2 separate regions of the Cricetulus griseus genome follow, and region 2 is linked to region 1. The links are chromatin contacts, called in public Hi-C maps. All regions are on one chromosome and are shown on one strand. The core of a region is the stretch at or near the end of the contact, and the rest is flanking DNA. Distances in the headings are between cores, read along the strand shown. Region 1 has its middle 48 kb from the start of Asap2. Region 2 overlaps Mboat2 (lysophospholipid acyltransferase 2).

The links. A called contact is a pair of places that touch in the nucleus more often than the background predicts.
Region 2: a Hi-C map of liver shows a contact between it and region 1, with 2.8 times the contacts expected there. The contact joins two enhancer-like sites. A contact is called at or near these places in 5 of 8 Hi-C or Micro-C datasets (the CHK-Q cell line, the CHL-YN cell line, the CHO-K1 cell line and 2 more).

What each region holds. Positions count from the first base shown.
Region 1 is chr7:27,627,685-27,633,412 of CriGri-PICRH-1.0, forward strand. No RefSeq gene overlaps it. Among named protein-coding and RNA genes, the nearest start is that of Asap2, 48 kb to the left of the region's middle. Within about 2 kb of position 3,802, at least 1 of the 6 cell types and tissues checked has open chromatin away from gene starts, as enhancers often do.
Region 2 is chr7:27,831,163-27,837,361 of CriGri-PICRH-1.0, forward strand. Mboat2 (lysophospholipid acyltransferase 2) reads left to right here. Exons shown (of 13, transcript XM_027424701.2): 9 at 428-531; 10 at 3,606-3,670; 11 at 5,403-5,535. Among named protein-coding and RNA genes, the nearest start is that of Kidins220, 20 kb to the right of the region's middle. Within about 2 kb of position 3,054, at least 1 of the 6 cell types and tissues checked has open chromatin away from gene starts, as enhancers often do.

The DNA of each region.
Region 1 (5,728 bases), core at 2,552-5,051:
GCTGCTGTGTGGGTGCTGGGAACCAACCTGGGTTCTCTGCAAGAGCAACCAGTACTTTGAATCACTGAGCTGTCCCTCCATCCCTCCTGCCCATTTTTCTGTTTCAAATGACATCTGTGACTCTGCTGAACAGTGATGTTGCCATCTGTGCTGTAGAGTCCCCTCTGTCAGGTCTTAATAGCTGTCACCAACCTTAACCCCTCTCTGGAAGCACTCACAGTCCCCATGGTCTTGGGCGTGCCACTCCCTGCACTGTTACCCTTAAACTCTAAGAGTTAGCATTTGCTCTCCCAGCATTCCTGTGGCTCGGGAATGCAGTAGTTAGCTGGCCCATTTCTATTCATTGTGTGTTGCCCCGTGGCCCGTGGCATACTGGCCGTGCTCCTGCATGTTGTTCCTTGGGCAGCTGGCTGGCTGGTATCTCCCGACCCCACCCTTCACCTGTACCCCTGCTTGGATTTCCTGCCTGGCTCTATCCTGCCTTGCCATAGGCCAAAGCAGCTTTATTCATCAACCAATGAAAGCAACACATATTCACAGCATACAGAAGGACATCCCACATCATCTTAGAATATCTGTGAGGGATTATCTATTAAGTTATTTGAATTGGGAAGATCAACATCCATCTACCTCTACTTCCAGACTGTACCTTCCAGCTGCTTCGTGCCTTCCCTGCCATGATGGACAGCATCCTCTTGAACTCTTTGTCAAATAAACACTTCCTCCCATAAGCTGCAACCAGAGAAGTAACCAGCGCACCCTCCCAACTCTGGGGGTGTTGTTCAGCCAATTGGACTTCAGAGGTGGCTCAGTGAAGGACTGAGTGTGGAATTGCTTGGAGTTTTCATTAGACTGCAGGAGCCCAGCCCACAGCATCATTTCCCACCGAGTCTAGTCTTAGAGGAAGACTCTAGGCTCCATGTCTGTGGAGATTGCATCCCTGCAAGCTGTAGTTCCTTGTTGCATTCACTCCAATGTCTGTTTCCACAGTGCAGCATAAACTCATGACAAGAGGGGCCACTGTGGCACCGCCTGGGCCACAGCTGGCCCCTGAGCACTAAGTGTCTTGTTGAATAGGCCAATTGTCTTCAGTGCTGACCTGCTATCCAAGCTCCCACCACAGTTAACCCTTACTCTTCCATGCCAGCACCATTCTAGCACATAACAAAATTCATCATAGTCAGTATCCAACTGGTCACTGTGGCAGAAATACCACCCCATCCTGTCTCCACTACATCTGGAATCAACTAAAACCCAGACTTGCTAGGCACGTCTGTACACTAGCAGACTGGCTGGCCGCAAATGGATCAGACAGTGAGGGCATGGCTGGTCTCTGCTTACTCTCTACCTCCTTCTTTCCGTCCTCCACATTTGTGACTTTGAGGAAGACTTCCCCATTCTGGCTTCAAACACCCTCCAAGATGGCCCCTCCTCAGACAATGGTCCAAGAGACTCAGTAATAATGACTGTGGGGAGTTTCTTCCTTCCACCATCACTATAGTTGTTCATGACTGGGAGCCATGTGAAGCTGGCTCTGTGACAGGCAGACACCTTCCTTTTGAGGCAGCAACAGTCAGGACACAAGGGGGAAATGTGACTAAGGTATGGGCTGAGGAGCTCGCCATGGCACAGGAGTCTTACCAGGCTAGAGAAAGGACAGCACAGAACAATGGTTGTTCTGTTTTGTTTTGTTTCAAGCCCAGCAGAAAGAACTGACACAGCGAAGGAGAGAAAAGAATGGGGACAGAACCTGACCACAAAGCCCTGACAGAAGTATACACAACAGTGGGTCTGCAGGTAGCTTTGTCCTGCCAGCCTGGAAGGGTCGGAGAAGTCCTTTCTCATCTTAGAACTGATGAAATCAGACTGTGGGGGCGGCACAGCTCATGGCCAGGCATCATGGAAGGTCATGCATAGCACCTGAAGTTCCAGTAGTTCAGCTTGCCCACAGCCCAATCCAACTTTTGACTCCACCCAGCTCCCTGGGCCTGCTGTCTTGGGGCCATCTCAGTCCTCTGGGCTCAGCTAGCCTGAGGAAAGCAGGAAGGGCATTTCTGTGCCCTGACTGAGTCACCTCATTCCAGAACTCGCTTCTTATTCACAAGAGTGCCCATGCCATGCCCTGCTCCCTTCCTGCAAAGCAGCTGAGGGATCCAGCTGAAGTATGGACTCAGAGCATGTGGGAGCATGCCAGTCATCCCCAGTACCCTCTAGCCTCCTGTTACCCTTAAACTCTAAGAGTTAGCATTTGCTCTCCCAGCATTCCTGTGGCTCGGGAATGCAGTAGTTAGCTGGCCCATTTCTATTCATTGTGTGTTGCCCCGTGGCCCATGGCATACTGGCCATGCTCCTGCATGTTGTTCCTTGGGCAGCTGGCTGGCTGGTGTCTCCCGACCCCACCCTTCACCTGTACCCCTGCTTGGATTTCCTGCCTGGCTCTATCCTGCCTTGTCATAGGCCAAAGCAGCTTTATTCATCAACCAATGAAAGCAACACATATTCACAGCATACAGAAGGACATCCCACATCATCTTAGAATATCTGTGAGGGATTATCTATTAAGTTATTTGGAGTAGGAAGATCAACATCCATCTACCTCTACTTCCAGTCTGTACCTTCCTGCTGCTTCGTGCCTTCCCTCCCACTTGATTACTGCTGTGGCACTTACCCACAGATAGCACCATGGGCTAAGAACGTGTCAAGAATTCTACAAAGAAGAACTCAGTTCACAGTTGCTACCTGAGGAGCAAGTGCTTTTATTTAGCCCATTTTATTGGTGGGGGAAAAGAGGCACAGAAGGCCAGATGGTCTGCCCAAGGTCACACAGCAGTCTGGAGCCACTTTGTACCTCACACTAAAACATATTTGATTTATCGTTACGGATCTCCTGCATTCCCATCTCTGAGTCCCACCTTGTGCTCCGTGTTCTCTGTGCTGAGCAACAGCCATCTTGGGGAGTTCAGCTGTGCCTGCTTGCAAAAGGACCACTCCAGCTGGGTTTATTGATTGCTTATATTCCCTTGTGGAGGAGCGGGGTGGGTCACAAGACCTTGCCTGAGTATCTAGCCACCCTTACCACCTGAGGTATGTATGCAAGGCTCTCCCAGGTGCACAAGGGCCTTGGGGAGGGTTAGAGTACATAGGCTGCTGTCTTAAGGTTTCTATTGCTGTGATGAAAACACCACAAGTAGAGCAACTTGGGGAAGAGAGGGCTTTTTTGGCTTACACTTCCACAACATAGTCCATCACTGAAGGAAATCAGGACAGGGACTCGAACAGGGCAGGAACCTAGAGGCAGGAGCTGATGCAGAGGCCATGGAGCAGAACTGCTTACTGGCTTGCTTCTCACAGCTTGCTCAGCCTGCTTTCTTATAGAACCCAGGACCACCAGTCCAGAGATGGTTCTCCAGAGTGAAGTTCAGCAAATCCTGTTTCTGTTTGTCCTTGGAGCCTTAGGAGGAAGGGTACACCTTGTTTAATTTCTCCAAGGAAGGGGACTTTAGTAGCACTTGTGTAGGTTCAGTTAGTTCCACTTTACAGAGAAAGACGCAGAGGTGTGGGAAGCCGAGATATGGGTCCTAGTTGAGGGTGGGCAGCTAAGATACAAAAATGTCCTTAAACTCCAAACTTTTCCATCATACAGCCACCTAATTACATGGAACTTGTTCCAGGCTTCACCTCTGGTGCCTGGAGCAGGCTTTTGGATGCAGCCCAGACTCCGGAACCAGAGGTGCAGGTTTTGCTAGTCCATTCTGACCGGTTAGAACCAGTCTCTCTTGAGACTGCTGTCAGTTTGAAGTCTAAGTTTCATGTCTTTTGCTTCTGACACCGAGTTTATCTGAAGTTTGCATGAAAGAAGGGGACACTGCCTACTGAGTCACACCCTCCGTGTCCACCATAGGGCTATGTTGTACAGTTGTGCCCAGCCCACAGGGCGACATGCCAGGTGACTTTTGTGCTTGAAAAGGCTCCTGGCCTGGGTGGTGGGGTCTGGACTTTGGAACTATTCTCAGTGGCAATTGCTCAAAACAAGAGCCTGAACTCCAACAGAGGTGAAAGGACAGAGAAACAAGGCCCTGCTGGAGCAAGATGGCGTTATCAGCGATTTTGATTCTCAACCTGTGGGTCGCCAACCCCTTGGCAAACCTGTCTCTGGAAAATACTAAATTGTGATTCAGAACAGTAGCAAAATTACAGTTATGAAGTAGCAATGAAATAATGATACCGTTGGGGGTCGGCACAACATGTGTAACTGTACTAAAGGGTTGAAGCATGAGGAAGGTTGAGAACCAATGCTCTCAATGCTATAGACAGAGATGTGGAGGACAGATAAATGGACTGGTCACAGATACACATGCTGACAAACTTTCTTGTACTTTTCAATGTTTTTGCATGTGTGTATATGTGTGTTTACATATGTGAGACACACATGTATGTGTGGACAGCTCAAGGTAGTCATTGGGTATCTTCCTCCATCACTCTGTATTCAGTCTCTTACTGAACTGGGGCTTGCTTGTTTCCAGCTACGCAGCTTGCCCTGGGATTTGTCTGCCTCCAAGGTGCTGGGATTAATGGTGGCTGCCATACCTGACCAGCTTTTACATGGTTCTGGGGATCTGAATTTTAGTCCTAGGGCTGGAGAGATGGCTCAGAGGTTATGAGCACTGTCTGCTCTTTTAGAGGTCCTGAGTTAAATTCCCAGCATTCACATGGTGGCTTAATGAGATCTGGTGCCCTCTTCTGGCCTGCAGGCTGACATGCAGGCAGAAGACTGTATACCTAATAAATCAATCTTAAAAAAAAAAGTTAACATTTGAATTCCAGTCCTCATGCCTACATGCCATGTGCTTTATGTACCAAGCCATCGTCTCCCCACATCCCAACTCCTTAAAAGGTCAGTTTCCACATTTGGTATTTGAGTAGGGACAGACCAGAGGGAAGCTGTGGCTGGGTCCATGTGTCTGTACTCCAGCTTCAGTTCCTGGTCCTGTCCTGCATAGCTGGAGTGATACTGAAGTCAGGGATAGGGACACTGGTACCCTCCTCACAGTTTGATTATATCTCAAGTGTGTGTGTGTGTGTGTGTGTGTGTGTGTGTGTGTGTGTGTGTGTATGCTATTCTGTGTAGTTTCATGCCATGTGTAGATTTGTGCCATCACCATCACTTCTTGTGGTTCTTCCTGTGCCAATATGGTTAGCAAATAGACTTCCTGGCATAGAACCGTCTGTGGGGTGATAACCAAGGCTCCCCTAGTAACGAGCCTTCCTGCTCTGTCCTCAGCTCTGCACCCTTGTTCAGGCTTTCTCATCAGTCTTGCTTTCAAACACCCTGCCCCCGTGGTACATAGATAACCAATTTAGAAGTGACAATGCACTAGTCCCCGAATTGCATTTACCAGAGAAGGTAAAGTATCAGGAAAGCTTTGCTGGGCCTCATGTTAATTTTGGCTTGGAAAAAAAGAAAATATACTTGTGTGGTTTGTCTATTAGAGTTGACAGCTGCAGATAATGCTAGGAGGGACCCTGAAGTCCCTGCCATGAGGTGAGAGCACAGCCTCATGCACAGGTGACACCATGGGGGTGCCCCTTGTTTTTGGCTAAATTTTACATTTGGGGTCATCTTTCCTTAGAGATAGACTCTGAACTCCCTTGAACGAGGCTTCAGGAAAACGTCCCATCTCCTTCATATCAACGTTGTGCTCTACATATTTTGCATCAGTCACTAGCA
Region 2 (6,199 bases), core at 1,804-4,303, 200 kb after region 1:
TCACCAGGAAACGGCCCTGGTGAACCAGAAGGTTCAAGGCCCAGGGTTCAATCTCTCAAATATGACTAAATAAAAAGTCTACTTTTACTGTTTAAGAGTAAGTCATTGTACCTGGGAAGATAGAGTTAAAGGGTAGGCTCGATGGCTCAGCAGTTAAGAGCATTTGTTGCTCTTGCAGAGAAACCGATTTCAGTTTCCGGCACTATCATGGTAGCTGACAAGCATCTGTGACTGCAGTTCCAGGGTATCTAACACCTTCTTCTGGCCTCTGAGGGCACCACAAATGCACATGGTACATAAAACATGCAGGCAAAATACCCAGACATGTAAAAATAAAATCTATCTTTAAAAAAACAAATATGTGTATATATACATATAAATTGTGCATACATTGTAATAACATTTCTAATACTTTACTTTGTTACAGCTGACGCCATTAACAATGCTGCAGGCTTTGGTTTCAGAGGATATGACAGGAATGGAGTGGCTCGTTGGGACTTAATTTCCAATTTGAGAATCCAGCAAATAGAGGTTAGTAAATGATTAAGGCATTTACTTATTTGCTTTCATAGTTATGGCAAGCTGTCCTGAGAGTGATGTTAATGGGTGTGGCCACAGTAGTACCCAGACCTTTTTTTTTTTTTATAATAAAGAGTTTATTTGGGCTTACAGAAGGTGGGAGTCCATAATGATGGAGTGAAGACAGTGGCAGGAGTAGGATGCTGAGAGCTCACATCTTGAAGTGTAAGCCTAAAGCAGAGGATGAACTAGAAATGGCATGAGTCTTTAAACTGTTTTAGTCCACCTCCAGTGACACACTTCCTCTAATGACACAGACCTCCTAAACCTCCCAAGAAACACTGTTAACTGGGAATCGAGTGTTCACATGGGTGAGACTATGGGGGACATGTCTCACACATGAATTGGTGTTTATTTTTATACGAAGATTCATGCCTGGTCAAGGTACTGTGAGCCAATGACTGTTGAGTGTTCGGCATTAAACTGGCTGCTCACACCACCCCCTTTCAGGGCTGGTGGGGGAGGGGGTGGAAAGAATGTCAAAGCCAAATGACAGGGAGGAGGACCATGGAATAATACCCCTACTTTCACCCCATATTTACTGATGGTAGACTACCCCCTGGGGGATGCATGAATGAGGCTGGTGACTGAAGGTCCTCAGGAAGCTGTAGAAAGTGCTGGAAAGTAGGTTCTAACCTGGAAGGTGCAGGCATACGGTGTTTGTAAATCTGCATCCGTCTTGGGGAAAGTGAAGTAGGGGGTAACCAGGTGAGGGCCTGGCGGAAGAGCAGCTAGTGAGACTGGAAAGGGCAAGCTGTTCCTGAGGCGGCTGGAGGTGGGGCTGGAGACGCAGAAACAATGCTACACACTGCCTCAAGGCAGTCCCAGCACCCCCCGGGCAGCTCGCTACTGTTTCTGATGCTAGTTCCCAGAATCTGATGCCCTCTTCTGGCTTCTAGAAGCATTACATGCATGTGGTGCATAAACACGCGTCAGAATACTCATAAAATAAAATTAAATAAATACAAATAGGGGAGGGAGAGGAAGTGGGTGGTTGCTGAAGTAAGGTGATGGATGGTTTGGTATTTACAACCTTTGACCTTTTAGCGCCACTCTGAGGAACCTTCCAAACCCTCCCTCTCATAGAGAGACTGTTAGTTTTCCACGTTTTTATGCTTATCCATAAAAAGGGTAGGGTTTTCCCACACCCCGAGAACTGGGTGTTATCCTCCTGGAGATGTGAGTGGTGGGGCTGAGGAGACTTTAGTTTAATTTTCTCTTAAAATGTAAAGGTTAGGGGGCTGGAGAGATGGCGTAGTGGTTAAAAGAACTCACTGTTCTTGTAGAGGACCGGAGTTCAGTTCCTAGCACCCATGTCAGGTAGCTCACAACCACCTGTAACTTCCAGGGATCTGAAACTGTCCTCAGGCCCCTGTGGGCACCTGCACACACGTGTATATATGCAGAGGTACACACACACACACACACACACACACACACACACACACACACACACACACACACACACAGAGAGAGAAGAGAGAGAGAGAGAGAGAGAGAGAGAGAGAGAGAGATTAAAATTACTGTGTGGAAATTATTGACTAGAAAGGAGTTTGAGGATGGAGAGTTTGACACAGTGGAGAGGCCCCTGTGTGTGCGGGAGAGAGATACAGCGGGAGGAGAGGTGGCCACACTAGCCCTGGAGAAGGGCACTTTTGAGATGGAGGGAAGCAGGTGTGCCGTGCAGCATGAAGTCTAATGAGGATGTGAAGTATGGTGAGTTTTGTCTTGAGGTAGGCCAGTATCCGTAGATGGGGGCCAGGTCAGCCTGCCCTGAGGGATTTTCAGGGGCTCTTAAAGTACTTGGTTGACCCATAGGAAATTCCTGATGTTTACTTCTTTTATACACACACACACACACACACACACACACACACACACACACACACACACACACACACACTGCATTGTAATAAGTGTTTTCAAGATGGGCACAGTTGCCATCAAATAGGTTGGGGACCTAGTTACAGCTGAGGATCATGTCTGTATGGGATGTCTGGAATGTCACAGTCATCATCCAGTGGGAATGGTGGGCAGCCTGCCAGTCAATCATGGGGGATGATGGACAGCCTGCCAATCAGAGATCAGGGTTTTGATAGGTAGATGGGTAGGAAAGGAAACTAGACAAGGACATCAAACATTCTTTTTTTTTTTCAAAACAGGGTTTCTCTGTGTAGCTTTGGAGCCTATCCTGGCACTCCCTCTGGAGACTAGGCTGGCCTCGAACTCGCAGAAATCCGCCTGCCTCTGAGTGCTGGGATTAAAGGCGTGCGCCACCAACACCTGGCTCAAAGATCTTAATCCAGTAAATAGACTGTGGGCTCTAAAGTGCTAAAAGGAGTTAGAGACATACCTGCCCACAGTGATTGGCTGTGCGCTTACCGAGTGTGGAGGCCCTTGGTTTGATCTCACCATCCCATAACTGAATAAGAGGAAGGAAGACAGTTGCACAAGATGACAACAGACAAGTTGCAGCCCAGAAATAGACATACACACCCAGGAAGTGCTAGATTTAATAAGATTAGCTTGACCACAGAGGTTTCCCAAGCAAGTGGCCATAGTCTGAGAGTTTCATAGCCCATTGCTGTCTGGAGCCAGTGTGGAGCTGGGGGCGCTTCAAGATCTAGAGTAGCCACAGGGGCCTGAGAAGCAGTGCTGGGTGGCTATGACTGTGGACAGCCTTCACCTAGAAAGAGACAGAATGGAGGGGAGGAGAAGGTGACACCGTTCAGGACACAGAGGCAAGCAGATCACTGTGTGAGCATTCTGGGCTCTGTGAAGACTCTTCTGTATGTATGACCTGGGAGAACATGGCAATGCTCTCCTGGCCACTGATGTTCCCAGAGATACAGAAACTTCCATGGAAGTTGCTTCTGTATTAGAACAGTGTTGAGGAAGAAACCAGTGCTGTGCCATCATTACCCAGCAGTTTTTAGTTTTAACTTCTTACCACATTAAAGCATTATTATGTAGACATAAAGCTTCTTATTTTATTGGCCAAAGAAAATGATCCCTTTGTTTTTCAGATGTCAACAAGTTTTAAGATGTTTCTTGATAACTGGAATATCCAGACAGCTCTTTGGCTCAAAAGGTATGTTCCTTCAAGAGTCACCCTGGGGCATGCTCTGGCATCAGGATTGGGGTTGAGCTTGCTGACTTAACAGTTTTCATTGTCAGTGTGTTGGATGCCATTGTGGTCTTGATTTTACCCAAAATATGCCATTAGCATCCACTGGAGCAAGGCTTGGAACTGAGCCACAAACATCCCTATGTTGGTGTCACCTCATCCTGGTTCAGGCTCTGCTGATGTGTGGGGTAGCCAGTGTTTTCAGCAGCTACTGCTCTTCTGTATTGGAGATTTGGTATTAAAAACAAGCATATACAGGGTGGTGATGGCACATGCCTTTAGTCCCAGCACTCAGGAGGCAGAGGCAGGTGGATCTCTGAGTTTGAGGCCAGACTGGTCTACAGAGCTGGTTCCAGGATAGCTTGGGCTACACAGAAAAAAACCTGTCTTGAAAAGCCAAACCAAACAAAAACACACAACAAAACAGCCAACTCCTGGGCTTGCCTTGGATTTCTGGAACTGAATGAAGTGTTCTTTGTATGTTGGATATGGAACACAAACATGTAGGACAAAAAGACCCATTGTTGTACTCAGGCATCTGTACTGGCCTGCTCTTGGGGTTCTGACAGGATTCGCCCTTAGCTGCAGCCACTAAGAGCACCACCTGTGCACACTCACTACATTCCCTTTTGAAAGGGCCTGCCCACCTCCCATCTTTCTCTCTGTTTCTCTGCCTGTCTCTCTGTCTCTCTTTTTCTCTCCCCTTCCCCGCTCCCTCTCACTCCTCCTTCCCTCTCTCTGCTCCTGCCCCCAGAGGCTGGCCTCTCTTCTCCCCTCCCCTCTTTTTCCATTCACTTCCCCCCAATTAAAAAAACCCCTCCACCCAAGCTCTATTGCTTGACATCTTTCTCTCTGGAGCCACTTTTTAAAATTACAGCACCCAGTCCCCACTCCATAGTTAGAACTCACAGTGTCCTCAACATTATAGCTGGAGGTTGCAGAGATGGCTCAGTAGTTAAGAGCATTTGCTGCTCATGCAGAATTCAACTCTCACCACCCACAAGGTGGTTCATAACAATCTGTAACACCAGTTCCAGAGGATCTGATGCCCTTTTCTAACCTTGACAGGAACCAGGCATGCATGTAATACACATGCAGGCATGTAGGCAAGACATTCATACACACAGAATAAAGTAACCTGAAAAGCAACAACAGCAACAAAATCTTATAGCTGTTCCCTGGAGTGCAGATCCCAAAAGAGAGCAAGACTAGAAGAGCACAGAGAACTGAAAGTCAGATGTGTCTCAGGATGTGAGGTGGAATGGCACACACGACAGGTGCCTCAGGCAGAGTAGCATTGGAGATAATGGATTGGGAGCGATTATCACCAAAGCACAGTGACAATCGAATCCACCTCTTGAGACATACAACATATGTTGTCATCATTGCATCCCAGCCAACCTTCCCAGTGGTTCTGTCTAAGAAAACTTAGACTGAATCCTACTCCCTGCTTTAGGAAAATGAACCTAGTATATAGACTCTCAAATACTGGAAGTGACCATTTTAGTAACTATACATACCTGTGAAAGGATAAGAACAAAGCTTATGCTCATAAGGTGACACTCAGTGACCCAGATAGTGCCCAGGAGAAGTGCTGTTTGCTTTCCCGGCTCCACTAACCCTGTCAGGTCAGAGAAGGACCTGGTGAGCTTTTTAGACTCAGATATGCTCACTCTTGGCTTTCCATGGTTTCTAGGGTGTGTTATGAACGAGCGACCTTCAGTCCAACAACCCAGACCTTCTTTCTCTCTGCCATTTGGCATGGGGTCTACCCAGGATACTATCTGACTTTTCTAACAGGCGTGTTAATGACGTTAGCAGCTCGGGCTGTAAGTATCAACATTTTTGTTTTATAATTCAGTGAGTGAATCTCCATTTCTTTGGCTGTGATCAGCATCATCTGCCCAGGAGAAGTTAGGTTTGTGACTGTGTTTGGAAGTGAGTGTTCACCCATGCCAATCTTCACACTAACTGTACACCAGGAGAGGCCACACACCTGGCATTCGGGAAGTTCTTAAAACTTGTTATGTGTTTTATGATGTTTTCTGAATCAGAGAAAATAAAGATGGTTAGAATGGGTAGGTCTGAGCCTGGTGGTGGCTGTACATGCCTTTAATCCCATCACCCGGTAGTCAGAGGCAGGTGGTTCCCTGTGAGTTTGATGCCAGCCTAGTCCACAGAGTGATTTCCAGGACATCCAGGGCTGGTAAACAGTGAAACCCTGTCTCAAAAAACTAAAAAAAAAAAAAAACAAAGCAAAAACAAAACACACACACACACACACACACAAAACCAAACCCAACAACAACAAAAAACCAAAACAAACAAAAAAGATTGGGTAGGTCTGTTCTTCAAAAATATTTTTGTTTCCTGTGGGCTGCAGCCCTTGAGTCCTCTCTCAGTTCAGAGTGGAGTTTGACCACTCATAGGGAAGGAGATGGGCGGTTCCCAGTGGGAGACACTGTGGATGTGGTTCCATCCTGTAGAGTATTT